Linked DNA regions of Mus musculus: all the other regions are linked to region 1. The links are chromatin contacts, called in public Hi-C, HiChIP or PLAC-seq and promoter capture Hi-C maps. All regions are on one chromosome and are shown on one strand. Each heading gives the region's core, a stretch centred on a gene start, on an enhancer-like site or on the middle of the called end of the contact. The rest is flanking DNA. Distances are from core to core; before and after follow the strand shown.

Evidence for each region. Promoter capture Hi-C pulls out the DNA fragments that hold promoters and counts their contacts. Hi-C and Micro-C count contacts between places; a contact is called where the count stands out from the background. HiChIP or PLAC-seq counts read pairs in DNA pulled down with a chosen protein or histone mark.
Region 2: a contact with region 1 is called in a FOXA1 HiChIP or PLAC-seq map of pancreatic cancer cells. The contact joins the promoter of Cuta here to the promoter of Jpt2 in region 1. A contact is called at or near these places in 2 of 39 promoter capture datasets (liver and pre-B cells) and 1 of 115 datasets of contacts at active chromatin or transcription factors (pancreatic cancer cells).
Region 3: a Hi-C map of B cells shows a contact between it and region 1, with 6 read pairs. The contact joins the promoter of Fam234a here to the promoter of Jpt2 in region 1. A contact is called at or near these places in 1 of 39 promoter capture datasets (liver) and 1 of 484 Hi-C or Micro-C datasets (B cells).
Region 4: a contact with region 1 is called in a promoter capture Hi-C map of liver, with 2.6 times the contacts expected there. The contact joins the promoter of Capn15 here to the promoter of Jpt2 in region 1. A contact is called at or near these places in 2 of 39 promoter capture datasets (liver and pre-B cells).

What each region holds. Positions count from the first base shown.
Region 1 is chr17:24,958,789-24,962,306 of GRCm38.p6, reverse strand. Jpt2 (Jupiter microtubule associated homolog 2) reads left to right here and starts at 1,684. Exons shown (of 5, transcript NM_198937.2): 1 at 1,684-1,739. The coding sequence starts at 1,696. Cramp1l (cramped chromatin regulator homolog 1) reads left to right here. Exons shown (of 21, transcript NM_020608.3): 21 at 1-1,081.
Region 2 is chr17:26,937,587-26,941,104 of GRCm38.p6, reverse strand. Cuta (cutA divalent cation tolerance homolog) reads left to right here and starts at 1,567. Exons shown (of 7, transcript NM_026307.3): 1 at 1,567-1,654; 2 at 1,737-1,788; 3 at 2,013-2,221; 4 at 2,319-2,378; 5 at 2,488-2,533; 6 at 2,638-2,687; 7 at 2,929-3,133. The coding sequence starts at 1,747. The coding sequence ends at 3,055. Phf1 (PHD finger protein 1) reads right to left here. Exons shown (of 15, transcript NM_009343.3): 15 at 3,197-3,518.
Region 3 is chr17:26,242,302-26,245,819 of GRCm38.p6, reverse strand. It overlaps Fam234a (family with sequence similarity 234, member A), which reads left to right and starts at 1,578. Exons shown (of 13, transcript NM_001206335.1): 1 at 1,578-1,814.
Region 4 is chr17:25,984,353-25,987,870 of GRCm38.p6, reverse strand. It overlaps Capn15 (calpain 15), which reads left to right and starts at 1,997. Exons shown (of 12, transcript NM_001347334.1): 1 at 1,997-2,400. It overlaps 1700022N22Rik (RIKEN cDNA 1700022N22 gene), which reads right to left and starts at 2,041. Exons shown (of 2, transcript NR_166913.2): 1 at 1,835-2,041.

The DNA.
Region 1 (3,518 bases), core at 435-2,934:
TCAGTGGATACAACGTCTCCCAGCGTAAGCAAATATCCATGCATAAAACCTGAAAACTGCTAAAGGTTAGAGTTTTTTAAAAAACAAAACAAAAACAGCAAGGCAGGCTCCTGGGTTCTACATCTTCCTTCTCTTCCTTCCATCAGTTTGGATGGTTGGCGTTCACTCGGGCTTCCTCTCCTCATTGGAACTTAGTGTGACTTACATGCGGTCATTCTTTGAGAAAATCTTTTGTTAATATTAATGTTTCTTAGACATGTTGATTCATCTTTTTAAAAGATGGGGAACCTGTATCTTTGGTGCTTGGCATGGATTGTGTCCTAGAGAAGATGCTCAGGCGAGCTGAAGTCCATAGATCCTGTCGGGCATAGTACTTGCTCAGGGAGTGGGACTTTGGGACATTTCATCTGTTGGTCAACCTTTTTTCCTACCCTCCTCTTCTTTTTCATTCCTTGTGATAGCCTCTGCTAGGGGAGGTGTCATTCAGTTCAATAGCATTTTTAACCAAACCATATTATTAGAAATGGTCAAAATAAGTTTAGAAGGAAATTGTTTTATGTACTTTAAAAACAAATCTCCCAGATGCATTCATGAGGAAATACCGTACTTTGTCTTAATTTAAAAAAAAAAAAAAAACACTTTAAAAAAGGAAAGAAACCCACAGTATACCTTTCCCAGAGGCTAGCCTGGTGTGGTCAGTCCAGTTTTGGAAGCACTGCCCCAGCCAGACCCTTATTCTTTCGTAAGATCACTGGCTGGAGGGGTGCCCCCAGCAGGCAGAGCTCAGTGCTGTTTGCTTTGATAATCGTTAAGCCATATCATCTGAGGTTTCCGGCTTGAGATGTGAATTTGTTTTATAGACTATAAATATACAGTGTATGTATAAAGCAGAATGCCTGTCCTTCTGATTATTTTTTGTACCATATTGTAAATTACATTATTTATTCTTTACCAATTTTTTGGGAATAAAAGGTGTTTTGGTTATTTAATAAACAAGAACTGTTAAAACTTCGGCTAAAATTTCCAGTTCGGCTTGTAAATGTTTTTATTGTGCATAAATACATACTAATACTTCATCTAATGTCTGTCTTTTGTGCCTGCTTTCAAAGCCAGTATGCTTAGGGTATTCCAACAGGCACAGTGTAATGAGATGAGCTCTAAGGCCTGGAGGTGCCCTGGAGGTGAGGGTGAGCAAACAGGTAGGCATCAGAGATTCAGCGATTGAGTGACCGCTGAATGCGGAATTCATTACAGAATTCGCTGCTTCTGTTATGGGTATGTTGTGCGCTTCCATGAACCTTTCCTCCCGAAGGTGCTGTAACCCCAAAGAAGCCTTCCGCTACCACCGGCCAGAAACTTCCTAGTGCCATCCAGCCCGGGATAGGTCGGCCAGAAAATGCGGATTCGCATGCGGAGGCGTGTTGGCTGGGGGTGGGGCGAGCTGTGAACCAATGCCCACGCCTGAGGCCATGAGAGGCGCCCCCTGCAGCCAATCGGCTGTAAGCGCGATGCGGGCCTCCAAGCCTCCCTCTCCTTGGGGGCGGGAGGGAGGAGTGGGGCACGACTCTACGATAGGCTGCAGAGACATGATTGGCGCGAGAGGCGTCCAACTGGCTTGGGCGGGTCAGGGTACCTGCGCGGGACCAAGCGGGAACCGCCGCGCGGCGGCTGTGAAAGCGCGGGGCGGCGGCCGACATGTTCCAGGGCGCGGACAGCCAAGCTGGCAAGTCGGGTTCCAGGTGCGCGGACCGGTGCTGGGGCCCGGGTGGGCGCATAGCCGCAGCCACGTGGCGGGCGGGAGACCCTACAAGTGCGGTGGGTGTGGCGCGGGGCTCCCCTGAGGATACTGTGCGCGCTCTCCCGCAGGGCCTTGCAGGAAGGCTGTGGGGTTAGAGCGGAGTGGAGACCGGGCGGCGGGATTAAGACACGTGGCTCTCCTGAAGTGCTTGCTCAGGACAGACGCTAGCCGGGCGCTCCGAGCTGTTTGCCGCTTCCTGAGCCCTTCCCTTGTCCAGTTTGGTTGGTCATGACGACCTTTGAATGTGGCTGAGTAGCGGCAGCGTTCTCAGACCCAACCCACGACCAGGTGTTTGTTGGATGCACTACTGACTGCTACACCCTGGGCGGGGACCTTCCCTACACAGTTTCCTCTAGGCTTTCTGTCTGATCTGCTTTGAGTTGATCAAATGAAACTGGTGTTCGAATGACTTTACGAGCTCCAGGAATTAATTGTTGAATAGGCGTCCATGGAGAGGATTTTAGGAAAAGGAGGAAATCCCCATTTGAGTTGATAAAATGAAACTGGTGTTCGAATGACTTTACGAGCTCCAGGAGTTAATTGTTGAGTAGGCGTCCATGGAGAGGAATTTAGGAAAAGGAGGAAATACCCACTTGATAGCGGGATGAGGGGGAAAGGGGAGCTACCTTAACTGGATAATGAAGCGCAATTGGAAGCCTCAGTCTGGGCCATATTAGATAGAAAGCGTGCTTTGGATGGCAACTTAGGCAGGTTGGAGAAGATAGCAGCACATAGTCCGACTGATTGCTACAAAGCCTGAGTCTGTAAGGTCTGTCTGTACTCCAGGGTTTCCTTTCGTCTAACCCTGTCTTTTGTCTCCTCAGCAGAGGGATTTTCTTGTGCTGGAGATGTTTGAACTGTAAAAGCGTTATGGTATTACTGTCATTCATCCACAAAAATTACTAACCATGAAGAACACGTCACCCCCCACCCGGTCTATTTCTCATGGCTTTGTCCCAGATTTTCTCATTAGTTCCTAGTTCTTATGAAACTCATCATTCCAGGGAGGCCTGGGAGCGCTGACAACCGTCGATATTTTCTTTCTCTCCAGTGCCATAGTTCATTTGAACTCTGGCTTTTCATCTTTGCCTATATCCCTTATATTTTCTCGATAACTTGAGTATTTCTACTGAAACATTTAAAGGGTACTACAAAAGGAAAAAGTAATTGGAATTATGGATTTGGTCCTAAAGTCTGAGTTGACTAATCTGGCCCTAGAACCTTCCACTCCACTGGTGTTACTGTGATTAATGGCTGCTAGTGGCTTCCAGAAGGCCACACTGTGCCATTGTTCTGGGCCCTATTTGTTGAAAGGCCCATTTGTGAGACCCTGCAGGGGCAACCTTAAGACTTGCATTGCTGCTGTAGGCTTTGAAGCTTGTGCTTGCTCCATTGTCTTTGAGATGGAGGTGGACACTGCTCTTGCCCAAGTGGCTCATTATTTTAGTACACAAAGCAATACTAAATCCTTACTTTCAATACCCATATTAAGTTCAAAAGCTAGTTCCTATATTCCCGTAACAGACTCAATTTGGGCCTCATCTCTGGAGATGGTTTTGAGGCTCCTGCTTCTGTTGTATCACATACATGGAACACATACCATTGACACACACGTCTGGCTGTCGGTATCTTGTGTCTGAATAACCACAGAGTGACTGGGAAGGTGAGAGTGTAGAGTGAGGGTCTGCCGGGGTCAAACCTCCACAGGGTAGGATGCTGG
Region 2 (3,518 bases), core at 318-2,817, 2.0 Mb before region 1:
ACCCAAGACCCTCAGACAGACCCCAGACCCAGAGAAAGATACTCACCACCTCACCCCCCCCCCACCTCCATACTCAACAAATTGGGTCTCACAGATCCAAATCTAGAAGGAAAGAGACCTCTGAGCTCAGACCCCACCCCCTAAATTAAAGAAAGGAGTCAGGGACCAGAATATGAGACTCTAGTGTCAGCAAGGTTCTCCAGACCCATGTTAATCTTATTCGAACCCTGGACTTGTAGTTTGGGAGACCCAAAACAGAGACCTAGACCCAAAGAAAAAGATGAAGCCAATATTAGAAAGTGCCCCAGGCCAGAATTAAATTTTAGAATCTAGCTAGAGGTAAGAAACCCCACATTCGTATCTCAAAGAAACTGCAAACTTGGGGATGAAGGAGGAGACATTCGGCTGACCCAAAGATGAAGATGACCACATAGAGATCTAAAATACATTACATCTGAAAGATGTGAGTTAGTGACCGATTGCGAGGTTCAATTTCCTGAAACAACTCCCCAGGTAACCCAGACCCTAGGAAGGGCCCAAATATTGGACCCCCACCCCCACAGGACCCAAATATTGGACCCCCAACCCCTCACCTACACACACAAGGATCTCTGAGAACCCCCCCCCCAACTCAAGAAAATGCAGAAGCCTAACAGGAGCCACCCATGCCAAGGACCCCAGACCTTGGAGGGAGGGCTAATATTTGGGCGGCAGGGCCCTTTTTCCTGCTGTCTCCACCCTCTTCTCTGTCCTCTCACTGGTCCCCTCTCCATTTTTGGGTCACTGGATGTGTTTAGGCTCCAGGGAGGTTATGTAGGGCAGGTCCTGGTTCCTTGGGGGAATGGATGAAGGTAAGGAGACCCAAGACCGAGAGGTGGGCCAGTCCTGGGGAGAAGAGTCAGCAAGGGGGAAAGAACAGGGTCACACTCTGAACTCTAACTTGCAACTCTCATTTCTCCTCTCCACTCATTTGTCAGCCTCTGTCCGAAGCTTTGGGCTCTGGGTATCTTCCATCACCCACTAGCCCATTTACAGGTGTCACCCAGTGCTTTGAAAAGGTGTCTTTCCTCTCCCAGCCACGGCAGTGCCAGGTCTGAGCCTGCCTGATCACTGCCCCCTACCCAGGGACAGCTGGCTTCTCAGCTCGGTGCTAACGCAAGGGCGGTGGCGGGGGGTGGGGGGAACTGTCCCCACCCAAGGCTGCCTGTCAGCGCGGGGAGGGAGGGGGGCTGTTACTAGGCACACTCCGGAGCTCAGGACAACTCCCCGGCCCCAGCCTGACGCAGCGACAGCGCGGGTCGCCAGGTCTCACGTCACGTGGACCGCGAGGCCGGCCAGCAATTGGCCTCCGCTCGCTGCTCCTGAGGCGGCGCCGCCTGAAAGGACAGGCCTCATCACGTGACGGCGGGTCGCCGCAGCGGCGTTCCCCTGCCAGCAACCGGTTGAGGATTCACGGAAATGGGCGGGCCGCTGGGGCGCACGACCTCAGATAAAGCTGCCGATTGGTCGGAGGGCTCGACGCCACGCCCACTTAAGAGGGCGGGGCTACCGGGCCACTTGAGGGCCGGGATTGGCCAGGTCTGGAGACTCCGGGAAGGCAGGGCTGCTCCTGTCACGTGGTGCACACTGTTTTCGCGTCACGTGGCTACTGCAGGTAAGAGGCGGCCGCTCCGCCGGGGCTCGGGGTCCTTCGTCCGTGCAATGAGCGGCCATTGATTTCTTCTTTTCTCTACCAGCGCGGGCTGCATGAACTGGGGGCGGGCGCCCGGCGTCTTGCTCGGCGGAGGGGTGAGTCTGGCCCCGCCTTTTCCGGTCTCGAAGTCTCACCCAGCTTCTGCAGCGGAACAGAGGAGCTGTCCCAAGTTTCTTTTAAGTTTCAGGGACATTTTTTTTTTTCTTCCTGGTGCAGAAAAGGCAGCGCAGAGGCTTGGTGTCTGCCCCAGAAGGCAGCCCAGGTGCAATTTCCTGGGGCAGTTGTGGGGACACTGAATCCGCCCTCCCCCCTGCTCCAGGCCACTCTGCTCCTGTCGTTTCTTTGGATGCCAGCGCTACTGCCGGTGGCTTCCCGCCTTCTGTTGCTACCCCGAGCTCTGCTGTCAATGGCTTCTGGAAGCCCTCCGTCCCAGCCCCCTCCGGCCTCGGGCTCCGGCTACGTTCCAGGATCAGTCTCTGCAGCCTTTGTCACTTGTCCCAACGAAAAAGTCGCCAAGGAGATCGCCAGGTGGGGACCTCGGCCAGATGACCTAGAGAGAGCGTTGGGGTTAGGGGAAGGGTGCTGTTTCCGGGTCGTGCACACTCTGATCTCGCTTCACCCTCAGGGCAGTGGTAGAGAAGCGTCTGGCAGCCTGCGTCAACCTCATCCCGCAGATCACATCCATGTGAGTTGTCAGTTAGAAACGGAAATCTACCCGGAGGGGCTGAGAGCTTTTTCTGGGAGAAATCTTCCTTTCCCAAGACTTTGTTCCCTTCTTTCTCTGACCTCTTCAGCTATGAATGGAAAGGAAAGATCGAGGAAGATAGTGAGGTGCTGATGGTGAGAAAATTCCCCCCCTGCCTGGCTCCTTTGACAACTCTGGCCCTCTCCTGACACCAGTTCTCTACCCCGTTGGTTGAACTATGTCTGTCTTTGCCCTTTAGATGATTAAAACCCAAAGCTCCCTGGTCCCTGCTCTGACAGAGTTTGTTCGGTAAGAACTTTGAGATTTTCTTTTGGTGGTGGTGGTGGGGCTGGGGGATGAACCAGGCAGGGCCTTGAGTATTTCAGGCAAACACTCTGCCACTGAGTGAGAAGAAACCCCGCTCCCCGCCTCCCCTCCCCCAAGCGCTGAGGTGGACACTGTGTGGTGGAACTTACTGGGGAGTCCAGGGCTGGTGTCTTAGGGGGTGTATCTTTGGGTGTCCAAATAACCTCGCCCTATCACTTCGCAGATCTGTGCACCCTTATGAAGTGGCCGAAGTGATTGCACTGCCTGTGGAGCAGGGAAATCCCCCGTACCTGCACTGGGTGCACCAGGTCACAGAATCGGTTTCAAATTCTGGCACAGCCCTACCATGAGGAGCCCTGTTCCTGTTTTAATGCCCCCTGGCTTCCATGTGATGACCGAACCCCCAATAAATCCTCTCCTGCTCCTGATGCCTTTTCTCTGTGACATGGATGTGGTCGGGAAGATCGAGAGCGCCTCTTGTCAATCTTTCAAAATGACTCATGCCTACTAGGTTTATTTATCTTTATTACAGTCATACAGTCTGGAATCCTGGACCACCCAAACCCCCCCCCCCAATCTCTAATCCCAGGGGTTAAATAGTCTTAAAAAATTATCTCAAAAGCTGTAACAAAATAACATCAAAGGAAATGAGGGGGGGCATTAGGAGTCATGAAGGGGCAGAGAAGAGGACCTCTTCACTCCCCTGGATTCCAGCCTGGGCAGGAGGGAGAACCACTCCCCATCTCTCCAGGTACATCCCAGCTGTAGGTGAGGTCAGAGGTCAGGGCATGAAAGTGCCAGTGTGTGAATGGG
Region 3 (3,518 bases), core at 329-2,828, 1.3 Mb before region 1:
CACACGGATGAAAGGATGTCTTTTTTATTTTTTATTTTTTTCATTTTTCTTGAGACAGGGTTTCTCTGTGTAGCCCTGACTGTCCTGGAACTCACTCTGTAGACCAGGCTGGCCTCAAACTCAGAAATCCGCCTGCCTCTGCCTCCCAAGTGCTGGGATTAAAGGCGTGCGCCACCACTGCCTAGCTGAAAGGATGTCTTGATAAAGCAAACACATAAAAGACTGTTTTCCTGAAGCAGACACAAGTGAAAGGATGCTTGTTGGATATAGCAGACACGTGTAAGGACTCTTGATAAAGGAGTATAAATGTGACCCCACAGACAGTGGGAGAGGAGCACTGAGATTTGGTTTGCTCTGCCTTGCTATTCTTTGCTAAAGACACGCATGTATTTGTTCGCCTTACATAGCATTGTTGAGCTCACCTTGTGGTAACACTGCCATTGAGAGAAATTATCCAAAGAACTGCTTGTGAGGTTCCTATGGCAGCTTGCAGCTTCTGCGGCCTCACATCAGGCTGGTTGGCAAATCTAGAAGTTTCTTCAGGATTTAACTACAGCTGCCTGGTGTCTGCTTGCTGAAAGGACTGGACTGAAGCTGCTGGTTAGTGTCTGGTGTCTGCCCCCCTAGAGGACTGGACTGCAGCTGGTGGTTAGTGTCTGGTGTCTGCCCCCCTAGAGGACTGGTCTGCAGCTGCTGAATTGTACTTGGTGTTTGCTATGGGACTGAACTGCTGCCCAAGAAGATCTAGCTCACCCCTAAAGAATTATTGCTGAACCGGTCCATTTCACCCATATCCTAATAACTTTTCTCTTCCACTGCCTCTGCTGGGTTGTAGGCTAGAGGAGAGGTTGGACCCTTATTAAGAGTAGGTTGCAGCCGGGCATGGTGGCACACGCCTTTAATCTCAGCACTGGAGAGGCAGAGACAGGCAGATTTCTGATTCGAGGCCAGCCTGGTCTACAAAGTGAGCTCCAGGACAACCAGGGCTACACAGAGAAACCCTGTCTCGAAAAACCAAAAAAAAAAAAAAAAAGTAGGTTGCAAAAAATTTATGCCTACTCAGAGAGTAAAAGTCCTTGCCAAGCTATTGTGCAAGCCTGTAACCTAAGTTCGATCCCAAGAACCCACATAAAGGCGAAAGTGAACCAGCTCTACAAAACTGTCCTCTGATCTTCCCTTTCTGTCGTAGTGTGTGTCTCTATGTGCCTGCGTGTGCACTGAGGAAAGAAAATACCGTGGCCAGTAAGTGATCGGAAAGATACGCAGGCTAGAAAAAAGAAGCCTTAGCATGGGCCTTCTGTCTTGTCTCCATTCATGGATTCCTGGGGTTAGTATGGGAACACCAGGCCTAAGCCATCACAGCATTATCATGCCAAAATGCTCCTGCACAAACAGGCTCTCTGCTCGAAAAGGGCAACACTGGACACAGTGGCCGTGTTGCTAAGCAACCGACTCAGTCAACAGAACGGAATCGCTGTGGTACGCCCCTTCCGCTGGCAGGAAGTGACGCACAGTTCAGGTGGGCCGAACTAAGGGGGGGGGTCACAGCCTCTCTGGGGCGGGGCCTACTGCGGGGCGGGCCTCCTGGGTGGGCCCAGTGGGGGCGTGGCACGCTGCCCTCGGGGCCGGGCGGACCGGGGTGCGCCGGGGAGGGGCGCTGCTGTCCGGCGTAGTCTGTACTCCTGTTCAGCCGCTGTCCTCCCGGGAACCTTGGGGATGTGGATCCCGGATTCCAGGGACCGCAGTTGAGCCAGCCTCGCCAGTCCTGTACCACTTGCTGAGGAGCAGGATCTCGCGGACAGGTCCGAGAGCAGGTCAGGATCGGACTAGGTAACTCTTAACGCGCGAGCTGGTTCCGGCCAAAGCCGTCTGCGTTCGATCGCCCGGAGCTAGTGGGGGCCAGGAGCGGGTCCCGCCTCCACTTGCAGCTCACAGCTAAGGTCGGCCCCGCCTGAGCTCCCAGAGTAGCAGTGCACAGGGCCTGGCACCCTCAAGCGTGCTCAACTTGGCCAAACAAATCTCTGCTCCGTCGTGTCTGTTCCCTGGAGGGCGCTGTGGTGACCCGGAGCGACAGGGGTTGACCTACCAGAGGAACTTTGTGCTCCGGTGGACATGTTCCTTAAATCCTAACGCTCTTTGGGCCCCGTGTGTTTAGTATCAGTGAGAATCAGTTCATGTTCTTCAAGTTCAGGCCCAAGGCAGTGAGGTGGGTACGGTCAGGAGTGGTTGGTGATGGGGTTGTCTTCATATTCCACCCTCACAGTTCTAATGTTCTTTTAAGGCCACCACCGCCTCCTGCTGCCTTGAACTGGAAGCAATCTTCCTGCCTCATTACACCGAGCTGTCTGTTTCTTCTCTGTACTGGCGTTTTTTCTTACTCCTTCCATTGCCTCCTTGTATTCCTTATATGTTGCTTTATAACAAACAAGAAGTTTATTGGTTTATCCTAGCAATCTTTATCCTAGGTGTGGTGGTGGATTTCTGTAATCCCAGAAGTTGAGGCTGAGACATATGAATTTGGAGTTTGAGATAAGCCTGGGCTACAATATGCGGTCTTCCCCAAATGCACAAAATAAAACAACCTTTATTAGTCAACACTTTCTGTGGGTAGGGAATCAGTCTACCTGGGTGATGATGGCCCAGTAACTCTCGCCAAGTTGGGGGATCCAAATCCAAGATAGTGGACTCAAAAGACCAGTGGCAGGAGTCCTCATTGTTTTCTGTTGGTATCTGCCTTCCCTCAGAAGAGTTATCTGTAAGGGAAGTGGGGCGATAGGGAGTGATAGAAACCACTGTCATTATGACCCAGTTTGCAAAGTCTAACTCCCCCCTCCACATTCTTTTTGTATTACTAGGTACATAGGAGGTGGGTACAGCAGAGCTTATGAAATGAGTGTGTGCATGCAAGAGTGAGTGTAGGTGTAGTGTGTCAAGGACAGTGACCTGTAGGGGCTCTCCCTCCTCTATATGGGTTCCAGAGAATCCTCTTGTCACAAGTCTTCCAGTGGTGGAATTTTGTGTCACCATCCCAGAACCCTACTAACCGACCTAGCACCCCAGCTCCTCACCTCCCCAGCTCCCCAACTCTCTTTTGGGAATGGAGTTTTTTGAGACAAATTTTGCTTTTATCCCTGGCTGGCCTGGAACTCATGGTATAGACCAGGCTGGCCTCAAACCAGAGGTGAGCCTCTTTGCTCTTTCAAGTACTAGGGTCTCAGATATATGCTACCAAGTCCAGCTTGTGAATGTTATGTTTTTTTTCTAGAATTTATGTGTATAACTCTGTTGCCTGGAAAAGAGAGAGAGAGAAGAGAGAGAATGTGAGTGAGTGAGAGAGAGAGAGAGAGAGTGTGTATGCACACACCATGGGAATGCCTGGTGCCCATGGAGGTTAGAACAGGGTGTTGGATCCTCCAGAACTGGAGTTACAGATGGTTGTGAGCCACCGCGTGAGTGCTGGGGACTGAACCTGTGAACCAGCTTGCCAGCCCCTTGTGATTATATTTTAAAATCCTGCT
Region 4 (3,518 bases), core at 748-3,247, 1.0 Mb before region 1:
CTGAACCTGCTGACATTTTGGAATCTTAGAAGAAGCCCAGAGCGTGACAGGAATTTTAGCCGGGAACCTCCACTTACATTTTCCATGAGGTTGGTGTTCTGACTTGTGTGTGTATATGTCACTTGTGGAAATCAAGAGAAATTTAGACCCAAGTTTTAGACCTGACTAACCTGCCAGTCCTGTCTAAAGCTTTCTGGGTGTTCACCCAATGGGGACCTTGACTCTGTAATAGCTTCTGAGTCTTACTAAACCTAGGTTTTCACGCGTGCTAGGCAAGCACTAGCTGCACTGTGGCTGCAGTATGCACCTTTATAAGTGTACCTTTGTGTTTTGTTTATTGAGACAGGGTCTTATGTGATTCGGCCTCAAAACTTGGAGAGATCTGCCTGCCTCTGCCTCCCAAGTGCAAGAGCTGTGATTAAAGGAGTGCACCATCTTGACCCACCCCTCTACTTTTTGAGACAAAACCTTGAACTTTCTAGCCCAGGTCAACTTTGAACTCATGACCCTCCTGCCTCAGTCTCCTTAGCAACTATGCAACTATACCTAAGCAACTATACCTTTGTAGCTGTGGCCCCAAAACTATGAGGAATAGTGTTGGGTCCCATCTGCTCAAGAGTCAGGGTGGTTGATCTATGGCTTCTGTCCCTGCAAAGCTCTCTCTGCCCTTCTTGACCTCTGCAGGGTGTCCTGTGGTCTGTGCACTCAACAGGGTGTCTGTCTTCTGGCCCATACTACACTAGCATAGATCAGGGCTCAGCCAACCTGGGATGATCCAGCTTTACCTGCTGTGTGATCATCTTACTTAGTGCAGTGATACATCATTGCACTAGTGATGACCCGTAGTGACCAGAGATACTGTCCTGGATCCAGCTTGGCCATTCTCCTGATCATGGGTATCACCTACTGATGAATGAGCAGTGACTTCACCACTGTCAGGGGGCTCAGGAAGACAGCCTCTGCTCCTCTCCTCTTGCCAAAATTTGGTGTCTTCCCCATTCAGGCATAGGTGTCCCCACAGCATCCTGAATTCAATGGCCAGTCTTTAGCTTTCTAGCTTCTGGAGCATGAATGATTTCCCAGAAACATTATCTGTAGTCTCTACTGAGCCAGACTCAGGTTTTCTGGGTCCGGGGGCAAATAGTACCCAATCTCTCACACAACATTCAGAGTGCCGGGTGTCCTTTTGCTATGTGCTATGTTTTTTTTTGTTTTTTGTTTTTGGTTTTTGGTTTTTGGTTGGTTTTTGGTTTGGTTTGTTTTGTTTTTTGAGACAGGGTTTCTCTGTATAGCCCTGGCTGTCCTGGAACTCACTTTGTAGACCAGACTGGCTTCGAACTCAGAAATCTGCCTGCCTCTGCCTCCCGAGTGCTGGGATTAAAGGCGTGGGCCACAACGCCCGGCTAGCAGCCTGATTCTTAGTTAGCTTTCAGTTGCAGAGGACAAGTGGCTGGAATTAAGTTAATTCGGGGGAGCCAAAGGGCTCTAATGGGAAATAGCTTGGGGGCTCTTGTGAACATAACTCAAAGGACTGCCTCAGATGCCAGTGTTTCTCTAGAAAAAGTGACGTGCCTATCTAGCACTCGAGTAAACACAGACCTCAGATGGAGTAACCTCGGAAGGAGCAGTGCCAGCACGGTTGCTGCTTCAGACCGTTGGGAAAGAAACCAGAAGTCGCTGGAAGAGGTAGAAAGCAGCCAAGGCAGCTAGGTTGGACTGTACCACCTACTGCCCCAACGCAGCAGACAACCGGTTCAGACCTTGTACAAAATCACGACCCAGACTCCCGACATCTCCCCTGGCGCAGTAACACTCGAACCCCGTGGACGCCTACCGGAGCCCAAAGCCCATCTTAAGGGGATCCTGGGAGCTGTAGTCCGTTCTCTTCCCGGATCCAGCGCGCCACATCAAACTAGCTTGGGAGTACCAACTGCATCCGTGAACTGAGCGTCTCCGGTCACGTTGGGAGGGCGAAATCTCAGGGAAAGAGTAGAGGGTAGGACCATTCATGGACTACAATTCCCGGCGTGCCTTGAGCCGCGTCGCTCTGCCCTGTGGGAGCCGTAGTCCCGGCTCCGGGTTCCCAGTGCCGCGTGCGCCCCTGACGCGCTGTAGCCTCGGGCCCCGGCTGGGCGCCACGCTACGGAAGCAGCGTAAGGCGTAGCGGGTAGGCCGGGCGGGACGGCGGGCGCTAGCTACGGAGGCGTTTGTAAGGTTGCCGGGCCGAGACGGATCTTCGCGGCCAAAACGCGCTAAGCCGGCGGAGCATCGCGGCTGGCGCGAAGGGGCCCTTGGTGCCCTCCGGTCGAAGTTGTGGGTCAACCGACTGAGGGCCGGCACTAGGGCCGCGCCCGCCTAGACCGATCGCGAGCGCTGAGGAGGCGCCGCCGGCTCGCTAAGGTGAGTTCCACGGTAGGCGGCCGGCCAGACGGCCTAGGACTCGTAGAGCTCGGCCTCAGGGCATCAGCCGGGATGCTCCATGTTTGTCCTGGGAGCAGTAGCCTGGCTTGTGGTGAGCGGGAAGGGGAGGGGGAAGCGCGCCGGAGGTGTGGGTCACTCGAGGCCAGCCTAGGAACCTCAGACGCAGGCGACCCTCGGTGCCTGCCTGTCCTTGAGTGCCCTCTTGTCCGGGGCTAAGCGTTGGCCCACTGTACGAAGGTATAGGTCGTGGGGGCACTGTCTGCAGAAACCTGCAGCTGCCTGGGGCGGCAGCAAGAGTAAAGCGTCCTGTGTGCCCCCTCATCCCACACTTCTGTTTTTGCGGGCCTGTCAGCAGGCCGAGAAAGTTACAGAGCAGCCCCTTGACAGCTGCGGGATTTTCTTTTTGTTTTCTGAAAAAGGGGCCCTTCCACGTCTGATTTGGGAACCCTGTTGTGTGGCCAGATGGTCCTTGCTAGGCTGGCTCTTAGGGTCCCTGAGTACAGATACTGAAACAGGACCGCGAAACACCTAGCCTCGAAAACAGGATAGATACCTCCTGAGTTTCAGGAGAACCTGAGAGCCTACCTGAGTGTTTGCTGCTGACCCTGCAGTTCAGCAATAAATCAGGAAGAACTGCTACTCAGTAAGAAACTGTGAGATTACCCCTCCAGTGGCAATTTCCCCTTTCCCAGTCTGGAGAACTGCAAGTCACAGATGTGGAGCTTGCCTCTTGAGTTTCTCCCTGCTTCCAGAGTCTAGCTGTCAGGGATGCGCTCAGGACCACAGTTCTGCAGTCTAGGGCAATTGTGTCTTGCTGAACAGTAGCTTGCCTCCATGGGGTAGTAGATTCTGTTTCCTTTGAGGTCCTTCTGCTCCACAGAGATGCACCCATTTCTTTTCTAACATCTAAGAATGTCTAGAGCTGTCTGACTGGTAGACAGGTCATTGACCTCCATGGAGGAAGACTTGAACCCTGCTGGATCCAAGGCTCAGAAACTGTACAACTTAACTGCAATGGAGTTATCAAAATCTCTGCTGGCCATAGTGTCTGAGAGTGGCCCTAACTCCATATCTATGTAGAAGCCTAGGTTAGTCCT